Regions from separate parts of the Gossypium hirsutum genome. Here region 2 is linked to region 1. Evidence: chromatin contacts called from public Hi-C data. All regions are on one chromosome and are shown on one strand. Each heading gives the region's core, a stretch centred on a gene start, on an enhancer-like site or on the middle of the called end of the contact. The rest is flanking DNA. Distances are from core to core; before and after follow the strand shown.

The links. A called contact is a pair of places that touch in the nucleus more often than the background predicts.
Region 2: a Hi-C map of leaf shows a contact between it and region 1, with 2.7 times the contacts expected there. The contact joins the promoter of LOC107899408 here to the promoter of LOC107899414 in region 1. A contact is called at or near these places in 9 of 34 Hi-C or Micro-C datasets (callus, hypocotyl and leaf).

The regions. Positions count from the first base shown.
Region 1 is chrD04:31,922,816-31,928,047 of Gossypium_hirsutum_v2.1, forward strand. It overlaps LOC107899414 (calcium-dependent protein kinase 1), which reads right to left and starts at 1,337. Exons shown (of 7, transcript XM_016825117.2): 1 at 814-1,337; 2 at 4-147. The coding sequence starts at 1,123.
Region 2 is chrD04:32,058,621-32,063,405 of Gossypium_hirsutum_v2.1, forward strand. It overlaps LOC107899408 (RNA-binding protein CP33, chloroplastic), which reads right to left and starts at 2,099. Exons shown (of 4, transcript XM_016825113.2): 1 at 1,506-2,099; 2 at 1,284-1,385; 3 at 475-783; 4 at 18-393. The coding sequence starts at 1,961. The coding sequence ends at 277.

The DNA.
Region 1 (5,232 bases), core at 87-2,586:
TACCACCCCAGAATGGAGGTACCCCACTCAAGAGAATGTAAACGATCACTCCAGCACTCCACACATCTGCTTCTGGACCATAATGCTTCTGCAAAACCTCGGGTGCAACATAGTATGGGCTTCCAACCACATCAGATAAGACTTCCCCTGAAATTATAGGACCTTCATTAGAAAACAACACCATTGCTTATTGCACAGACAGGTTCACAACATTCCGGAGAATTCTCCAATTTGTTTTTCCCTGTAAATGAACCGGCTTTTAACCTATGTTATCTGGACTCTATTTTTCTTAAATTTCCAATCTGACATAAGTTCAAACATTGGTTTTGGAGAACGATCCTCTAAATATACTAAAAACCTAAGAAAAAATAATATATCCATGTCGGACGCATGCCCATATCTTATACCTTGGGTTCAAGTAATTAAAAACTGACGTCCGGTTAGCATCAAAGTATACTGCATATACAATTCTGAACATCATATTCAAATTTTACCTATAAAGTTTCAGTTGGTTATAATTTGCTTCTAGCAGAAAATAAATAATCACTCGAAGCGATACATCAATTTAAATATGATTTCTTAGTGTAAATGTGAAGATAAAACATTTTGTTATCCATGAAGTTCTTTTTAAGATATTATAATTTCTAATTGAGAAATGCCCTTTTCCTTTGCAATAAAAAAGTGAAATTATAACTTGCAGACAACTCCATTGATATCGAAATTCTTTTCTGCAGTTAAATTGTCATGACTCAGTAAAGAATAGAAGACCATAAACCAAAATCAAGCACCAAAAGACAAGGATTTTGAACATACCAGGCTTGAAGAATATCGATAATCCGAAATCAATGGCTTGAAGGGGTGAATCCTCTTGTTCATTAACGAAAAGGAAATTTTCAGGCTTAAGATCCCTATGCATTACTCCCATGGAGTGGCAGGCTTCCACAACACCAACTATCGTTCTTGCTAGTTCAGCCGCCTTTCTTTCAGAATAATGCCCTCTTTGTACAATTCTATCAAAGAGTTCTCCCCCGGCACACAGCTCCATGACAACATGAACCGCCACGGAATCCTCATAAGCCTCTTTGATGGTGACAACATTAGGGTGGCCAGCCAAGTGATGCATTATCTGAATTTCCCTCTTGACATCATCAACATCTTCTGGAGTCACAAGTTTCCTTTTGGCAATAGATTTACAAGCATACTCCTTCCCGGTACCTTTCTCCACACAAAGAAAAGTTGTCCCAAACTGGCCTTGCCCTAACTTCTTCCCCAAGTTATAATATTCCTTCAAATTACCTGTCTTGGTTTGCAACACAGCATCCACCTTCAGCCCTGCACATGATTGCCTCTTCACATTATGAGGCTTCCGAGGTTTCGCAGCATCAGCCTTAGCCTCTTCCTTCCCCGCCACCGCTGCGGTCGCTGCTGCAACTGCAACCTGTGATGGTTTGGATTCAAGTCTTTGAGGGGAGCCTTAGATTGTTGCCTTTGGGTAACCTTTGATTGTTGTCTTTGGAGGGTTGATTGTTGTCTTTGCATAGGCGTGGACATTGACATTGATTGTTGCCTCGTCATAGACGATTGTTGTCTTTGGGTAACCTTTGATTTTTGCCTTTGGCTTAGGGTCTCTTCTCCTGGTCCTTTCTCTTCCTTCACAATCTTCATCTCTTCAGGGGGGTCCTTCTGAACCTCGGCACCGTCAGCAGCTGCGGCGCCAGCTTCGGCTTCTTTAGTTTCGGACTTCTCACCTTCGTTGTCGGTTTTCTTTTGATCCTCTTCGGCTGGTTTAGGACCGCAACAACTCGCGCATACTGAGCAGATCCCTAATGTAGCACAAACATTTCCCATCTGGAAAAACCGAAACGACTCTCAATTTCCACACACCCTAAATTCCTTCTCCCAACATCCAAGAAATCTATAACCACCCAAATGTCATAACATTATAAAACTCCCATTTTCTTTTCTCCTTAATCCTTATACGGTTCTGTTGTTTTGGCTTCTGAAAAATACCATCAAAATGGAGCTTTCGCCAATCCAAACCACCCTCAGCACCTTTAAATTTGGGAAAAACCCAATGAAACCAATGATTCAATGGTAAACAATTTCATCAAAAAAACAGAAAAAGAAAATGAAATTTTATTTGACCCTTTAATCTCAAATCCTTCCTCAATATGCAGTTAGCAATGATCGTTATAAAAGAAGACAAGGAAGAAGAAACCTTCAAGAATCCAATGTAAATAAACAATCACAATGGCCAAACACAATGATTTGAATTTTTTTTTTTTAAAAAAAGCCAAGGGAAATGGAGAAAAGAAAAGGTATTATATAATGAGATTTGAGATTTCCTAATTAGGGTTTTTATTAATTTATGTAATCAAAGAAGAAACAAAGAGAGCTAAAGTTTCCGGCTTTCTTTTTCTTTTTTTTTTTTCTTTTCTTCTCTCCCCTTTCAAGAGGGAAAAAAAGAAAGAAAAAGAGAAAACAGAAAAATGAAGAAAGGAAGAGGACAGGTTTTTCCGTTACAAATGCAACATCTTTTACGCGTTTAATTGGGTTCTAATAGGCTGTGACTCAGATCCAGTGAAAGATATCTAGGCGTTATTTTATCAAAGCATGATTGTTGCCCAACATTGTGATCGACGGTTGAGATTCTTTTTGGTAATTTATATCGCCAGTTTTTTTGGAGCTTGTTCACGGCCCGCACAATTGAGTTCCCGGGTTGCTGAGGCTCTAATTCATCAACCCCCCACCAGAGCCCTTCTGTTTTTGTTGTTTCCTTTTTCTTTTCTTTTCTTTTTTTTATAAAACTATATATTAGAGATTATTATAACGTACGTGAATGACGACAACAAAATTTTAAAATAGTAAAAACAGATTTCATCATCACTTGTCGGAAAACCAGAATGAGATTTTGTCTTTTATAGCTTTATATCTCTATTTTTATTCACCTCTCTCTCTCTCTCTATATATATTAAGAATAAGATACTACGTTGGGGGATTAATTTTTTTAATAATTTAATATAAAAATATTTGATTTTTTAATAAATTATTTTTAAGTGATAATGTAAAATAGTTTTTTTAAGTTAATAGCTATTTTCTTAAATTTATAAAAGTTAATATCTATAATGTACATAACATATAAACTCTAATAAAAAATAACTTGAAGAGGATTTGGGATATGACTACTGCCTTGACAAGGTTAATGTCAACAAGAACTACGATTGCCAGCCAATGTCTGGCTCAGGATGGGCCAGTTTTGGCATAGGCTCATCAACGGACGTGGCACGTGCTTGCTCTTGAACTGCTGATTTCAAATTCGATGGTTACTCGATGTCGATGTCTTTGGGCAAATTGGATACACATCGTCGCGATAAAAGAATAGTAATTCCTTGGCCCTAAATTAAACCATGTATTGGGGATCCATGTCAAACTAATGGTCTTGGATTGCTTAATAAATTCTCGACGCTAGTGTTCAAACCACTCTCAACATTCATGAGCCCGGTTAATCAATCGACGCTAGGTTGTCACATACCAAATTAGTCGATCACTGTGTTGTCGTTCCACAATGTGGAAGCAAATAACGACAATATAGGCCTTCCCTAATGTCCGCCTCCTCGACTACAACCTTCGGAGCATGACTTGGATGTGCTCTATCTAAAATAATTACTCCTAAACTACAAATAATTATTCAGTAAACTATACTAACGGTTACTATAATTTATTTAAAATTACATTTCAGTCACTTAACTTTTAAAATTTACGTAATAATTTCTAACATGATCAAATTGTTACATTTTAATCACTCTTCTGTTAAGGGGATGACGTGATACATTAATCTAAAGGATTAATAACTAATTTGACCATTGAACTATAACTAAAATATCATTTTGATACTTTTAACAATTTTCTTAGCAATAATTCTTAAAAAAATAATAAAAATCTCTAAAAATAAATAAAAATATAAAAGTAATTACTTTTTAAAAAAGTAGTAAAAATTCTAAAACTATTATAAATATTATAAAAAAAATTAAAGAGCCTTGTGCCTAAAGGTGCTCATGGGCCGGGCGGCCCGGCCCGGCCTGGCCCGACGGTCCGCCCGAAATATGGGAAGGTTCGGGTAAAAATATAGGCCCAAAATATGGGTTTGGGCAAAAAATGAGGCCCGTTTAGAAAACGGGCTGGGCCTCAGGCACCACTTTTTTGGCAGGGCCCGGCCCGGCCGGAATATATAATAAATATTTATTTTTTATTTTTTTATTTTAAAATATTTTTAAAATAATTTTTTTATTTTTTATTTTTAAAATAAAATTTTGGTGTTTATTAAAAAAATGAGTCGGGCCGGACTCGAGCTTAGGAATTTTTCCTAGGCCGGGCCTGGACAAAATTTCAGGCCCATATTTCGGGCCGGGCAGAGTCCGGGCCTAGGACGCGGGCCGAAATTTTTTTTTGATCCCGGCGCGGCCCATGAGCACCTCTATTTGTGCCTTCTTCTCTTCTTTTAAACCTCTGTTTTTTTTCCCTTTGAATCTTCTTCACATTTGATTTACAAGAGATCAACTATGTCAACCTTCCTTATCCATCCCTTTGTTTTTTTCTCTCTTCCCGAACATTCATCTCGAATAGCTGAATCTTCAAAGAGATAGCTTAGCATCTTTAATCTTTGATCATCTAGGTTTTTTCCCTTGGTTTTCTTTTCTGGGTTTTGTTTATAACAATGAGTCAACAAAATCAAAATAATGATTATAACTGCTACAATGGTGAGGCTCAAGAGAGGAACCTTTTTTAGTTCTTTGTGAGATTTTTTTCTCATCCAATAGGGAGAGATACCAAAAACTCCCAAATGGGGTTTTAGATTCCAACCTCTTTTATGGAATAAAGCAATAAATGTTTGAGCTTTGAGCCATTAGAAAGCAGGAGAACCCAGGAAATTGCTTGTTGTGATGGAAAATTTAGGGCGGGGGTTAAACAAATTTTTGTTGAGCAAATAAAAAAAGAGGATGAAAAGAGCAATAGAAAGGGGAAAACAAAGAGGTTAAAAGAAATATAATTCACATTATTTGAATTGGATCATCCATATATATGTGCCTTAAGTATGCACATATATTGTATTTACTTTTTAATCTTGTGAAACTAAATTAATTATATGAAAATTTCTACAATTAATTTAACTTGGTGAGATAGGTCAAACACAATGTCATCTTTCTTTGGATTTCAATCGTTTTAATCACAGGT
Region 2 (4,785 bases), core at 849-3,348, 140 kb after region 1:
CCAAATCAGAATGGATGTCTATGGGAATTTTTGCTTTTGGAATTGTCATAATATGCATAACTCAAACAATGTAGAACTACATATAGTCCAAAATTTAGAAGTCGAGTGAATCATCTCCCTTCGCTCTATGATTTACATGCAACACATTTTTAATCAGTTCTTGAATAAGGTGGAAAATGATATTTATGGAAACATAATCTGGAAGTGAAAGGTAATATATCTGCATAATTTTCTAGATCCTCCTTTCAAAATCACCTATTTGTTTTAGTATACCTATCAAACAGTGACGCCTGAAACCAATTCGCTGCTTTCAAGACTATTTTCGGCAGGCAAAGGAGTACGTGGAGCTCTATCTGCAGCCATATTTAATCGTAGAGGTCGACCTTCAACCTCCTACAAGCATGACCATATTGAAACACACATTAAAAAGGGAAACAAACTTCAATGCTGAGTTATTCAGTAACAGACTCTTACCACTCCATTCGTGGCAGTTAGCGCAGACTCAACGGTCTCTGCTGACTCAAAGGAAATGAATCCGAAACCACGAGACCTTCCTGTGTCCTTTTCATAGATGACTTTAGCACTCAACAAGCCTGGTTGGCTATCAAATGCGTCTCTGAGACCTTCTGAAGTGACACGCCAACCTAGGTTTCCCGCATAGATCTTGTAAGGGCTGTCGATAAAGCTTGTGTAACTTCTCCGAATCCTTGGTCCCATTACTTCCCTCTCACCTCCTCTTGGGACCTCCGGGAAGTTCACCTTCACTGTCCGACCTCCGACTTGCTGTTAGCAATTAGGAACAAACAGTTTACTAGTAAGTCAAAATGGAATATCCCACATAAATGGTGCTCCAAAAATCAAATAAATACCCTTCAATTGAAAACCTAATAATCATATAATCTAATTGAATCTGACATTAGAGGATGGAAGAGTAGAGGGTTTTTGTGTGGTTTTAGGAGTGTTGACCGTTAGAAGAAGATCAATCATGCAGGATCCAAATATTAGCTCTTTAGAGCAATATTTGCTCTGATATCATAACAGATAAACATAGTTAATCTAAGACTAAGTTGAGATAATGATTAAAACCGGAATTCAAACTGAAGTACTTCTAACAGTCAACACCAAATGTTTAATCAGGCAATGCAAACAAATTAGTGATAAAAAGAAGGAGAAGCTACTTTATGGTCTTTTCGTCTATACATTTATAATATTTCATTGGGAATTGAAGGTTCAAGCAATGGCTAATGTAGAAAGTCAAAATAAAACTCTATTATTGAACTTACAGATCCATCAAACAGTCTAATTGCTTCTTTGGCCTCATCAACGCTCCCCATTGTTACAAAGCCAAATCCCCTGCTCCTATCCGTAACTCGATCATAAACAATCTATTAAACAAAATTAAACAAGAAAAAACCATTAGCCAAAGAAAAAAAAAAGAACAAGGAAAATAAAGTAGGATAACCCAAAATCGAATGGTAAACAATAAGAAAAAAAAATCCACAAACCTCCACTTTAGCAACACTACCAGCCTCACTAAAAATCTCAGTTAACTCAGAAGAAGTCATTGAATAAGGCAAATTCCCAACATACAACTTTCCTTCTTCACCGCCAGACTCTGAAACCTTATCTTCTTCAGCTTCCTCTTGTTGTCGTTGTTCTTCAAGGTCTTGAGTTTCTGTTTCTGAGTATTCTTCTCCACTGCTTTGGTCATCTTCATTAACTTGAAAGCTGTCAAAAGCTGCTGAAAAGCAGGGCAGACGTGGGAGAGATAAGTTAAGAGACAAAGGAAGGGAATTGAGGCTTTGGGTTTTGAGGTTGGAAGGTTTTAACTGCTTAGAGCTAAGTCTTGAAGGAAGGAAGTGAATTGATGAAGAAAAAAGAGAGGAGGGTTTGGTGTTATTGTAGAGTGAAGAAGAGACAGCTGCAACACCGGCTGCCATGGAGAGTGTAGGAGCTGACATATTTCTCCAAAGAGAAGAAATGGATGACCAATGGAAACAATGAAAAGAAATGGGATATTCTGAAAGGAATTAAAATGGGAAATGGCTGGAAGATGGATAAGGTTCGGCAGTATTTTTTTCTGTCTTTCCATTGAAGTGTCCTTCGTTGGTGTTGGTCCAGAATCTGGATTATCGACTTTGGGTTGGATTCTAGTTGGGCCACATGAAACTAGTAAAACATGAACCCATTATGTTTCTTTAGGGATTTCCTTTGCAATTTTCCTTTGGTTTAATAAATAATTTAGTATTGTATTTGATAAAAATTAAACATTTTGGTACATAAAGGTAACCGTGCTTAGGGGTGAGCATTCGATCGAATCGAATCGAATCGAATCGAAAATTTTCAAGTTAATCGAGTTTTCGAATCTCATTTTATCATCCTAACTTTATTTGAAGTTTTCTCGAATTGAGTCGTGTGAGATGGAATTTGAATCAAATCGAATCGAATATATTAGTTCGAGTTAAATTTTAAAAAATAATTTTGGGTCCTTGTAACCATTGTCACCCATCGTAATAAAATTCGTCCACCTTAATCAAATTTTTTATTAACTTTCATCACTTCATAGTTTATTTATTAATTTTTTATATACTGGTTAGCTTCTTTGTTTGCTTAGTTGTTTCAATTATCTTCATATTTTTGTCACTATGTATTTTAGAATTAAAAAATATATTAAATGTAAAAATATGATTGTTTAATAAAAGTTATTTTAAAAATAAAATGTGAAATTGATACCAATATAAAATTTTAACACGAATATTTTATGGCATAATTAATAATTCAATTTTAATATAAATATTCAATATGACTAAACAATTCAATAATATAAATAATATAAAATGTGAAATTTAATTTAATAATATAAATAGTAGATATAAATAAAATTATTACTATTTATGTTTAGTGATTTTTTTTGGATAAATTGATTTTGTATTTGAGAGTAAAGGGTGAGAAGTAAAAGTTTAGGGGAAAAGTAAAAAGTTTTGGGGAATAAAAGTTTGAGGGAAAGTAAATAGGGGGGAGTAAAATTTTGGAGGGAAAATATTAAAAAAAAATTGGAGGGGGGAGGGTTTGGGATAGATGGGAGGTGGGATGAGAAGGGAATAAAAGTTTTAGGGAAAAAGTGGGAGGGAGTAAAAATTTTGGGGGAAAATAAAAGGTTTTGAGGGTTTTGGGGAGTAAAATTTTGAGAAAAAATAAATGGGAGAGTAAAATTTTGGTGGGAAATGGATTTTGGGTAGATTGGGGGGTTGGGAGGGGAGGGGAGTAAAAGTTTTGGAGGGAAAGTGGGAAGGAGTAAAAGTTTGGAGGGAAAAGTAAAAAGGTTTGGGAGTTTGGGGTAAAAATGTAAAATATTATAGTTTGATATTCGAATTATTCGAGTTATTCGAGTTATTCGAGTTATTCGAATTCGAAAACTCAACTCGATTCGAACTCGAAATTCGAAAAAAATTCGAGTTAACTTGAATAACTCGATTCGTTTAACTCGAAATTCGAATTTTTTTTTGATTTTTTCGAGTCGACTCGAGTTTTGCTTACCTCTAACAGTGCTAACTTTTTAGTATAAAATTTGGGTTTTAGAGTTAAGTTGATGAAAATTTATAGTTAACTAATAATATTAAGAATTAACTTTCATCAGATCAACCTTAAAACTCGAATTAAATCATATCAAGCATATTGTATTTGATAAATTAAACACAAGATTAAATAAATTCACAATTACCATTAAATTTATTTTATTAACAAAATCATGAAAAATTCAAACCTAACAGCATGTTTGGTTGGGTGTATTGGCATAGCCATTACACCCCTAATCGGTGGCCCCGCTTAATCCCCCTTTAATCTGCTATTACGGGTCTAATACATTACAGACCTAATCCTCAAAATCCACCGATTTCTATTCCGGAAGGAAAGCTCAGTTTTGCTACGTATTAAGTTCTCCCAATTTCTTCTACCCTGTTTTACCCTTCTAACTGCTTCTTCTGATTTCTTCTGATTCCATAACTTTTTCCTTCCTTTCGGCCACCACAACTGCTTCTTCTTCATCACTCATCAGTAGACTGCTTCTTCTTCTTCATCTGCTCGCCGACCGCCAGTCATCTGTGTCCATTTTCGAACAACGATGTCTTGACAGTTCGTATTCCGTTGACACCAGTACGAGAGGGGAAGATCTGTGTCGGTGCTTTTCCATTGCCTGACATCCTTATACAAGAAAGGTTTTTTATTTGCTAACATTTTACATTTCATTCTGTTCTCTGAAAAAAATTGAATTTTGACCACACGCCAAGCAGCCCGAGCCCTTCTAGTTTTAGTGATTACACTTCTCGGCTCCGGGCACTTAGCTCCTTATGGTTAGCCCGACCTAGAAACTGATATTATTTTATTTCATGAAAGCTCAACTTGACTGCATTAATGCTTTGCACAGAGTGTTCTCCCTATTTCACCTTTTGGTACCCATTGATGATTCTTGGATGGTGAAGCATAATGTGAAATGTAAATTTCGGTTGCTGTGGTTTACACTCACTAGCCTATGGAAATGGCAGTAATTTAGACAATTGCTGTATATTAAGTAGGATCTGAGCAAAATGTGTTTATGATTGTGTGTAGTAATCTCACATGTGAGGCAAATCTTCCAAAACTTTGACCATCTTGTAATCACCTTAAGTGCAATGCTAACTTAGATAGTTCAATGCTTCCAAGTATTTAACCATCCACATATCATATTAGCATCAATTTTTCTCTGAATTGGCCATCTCTCTATATTACAATGTCTAATGTAATCAATGA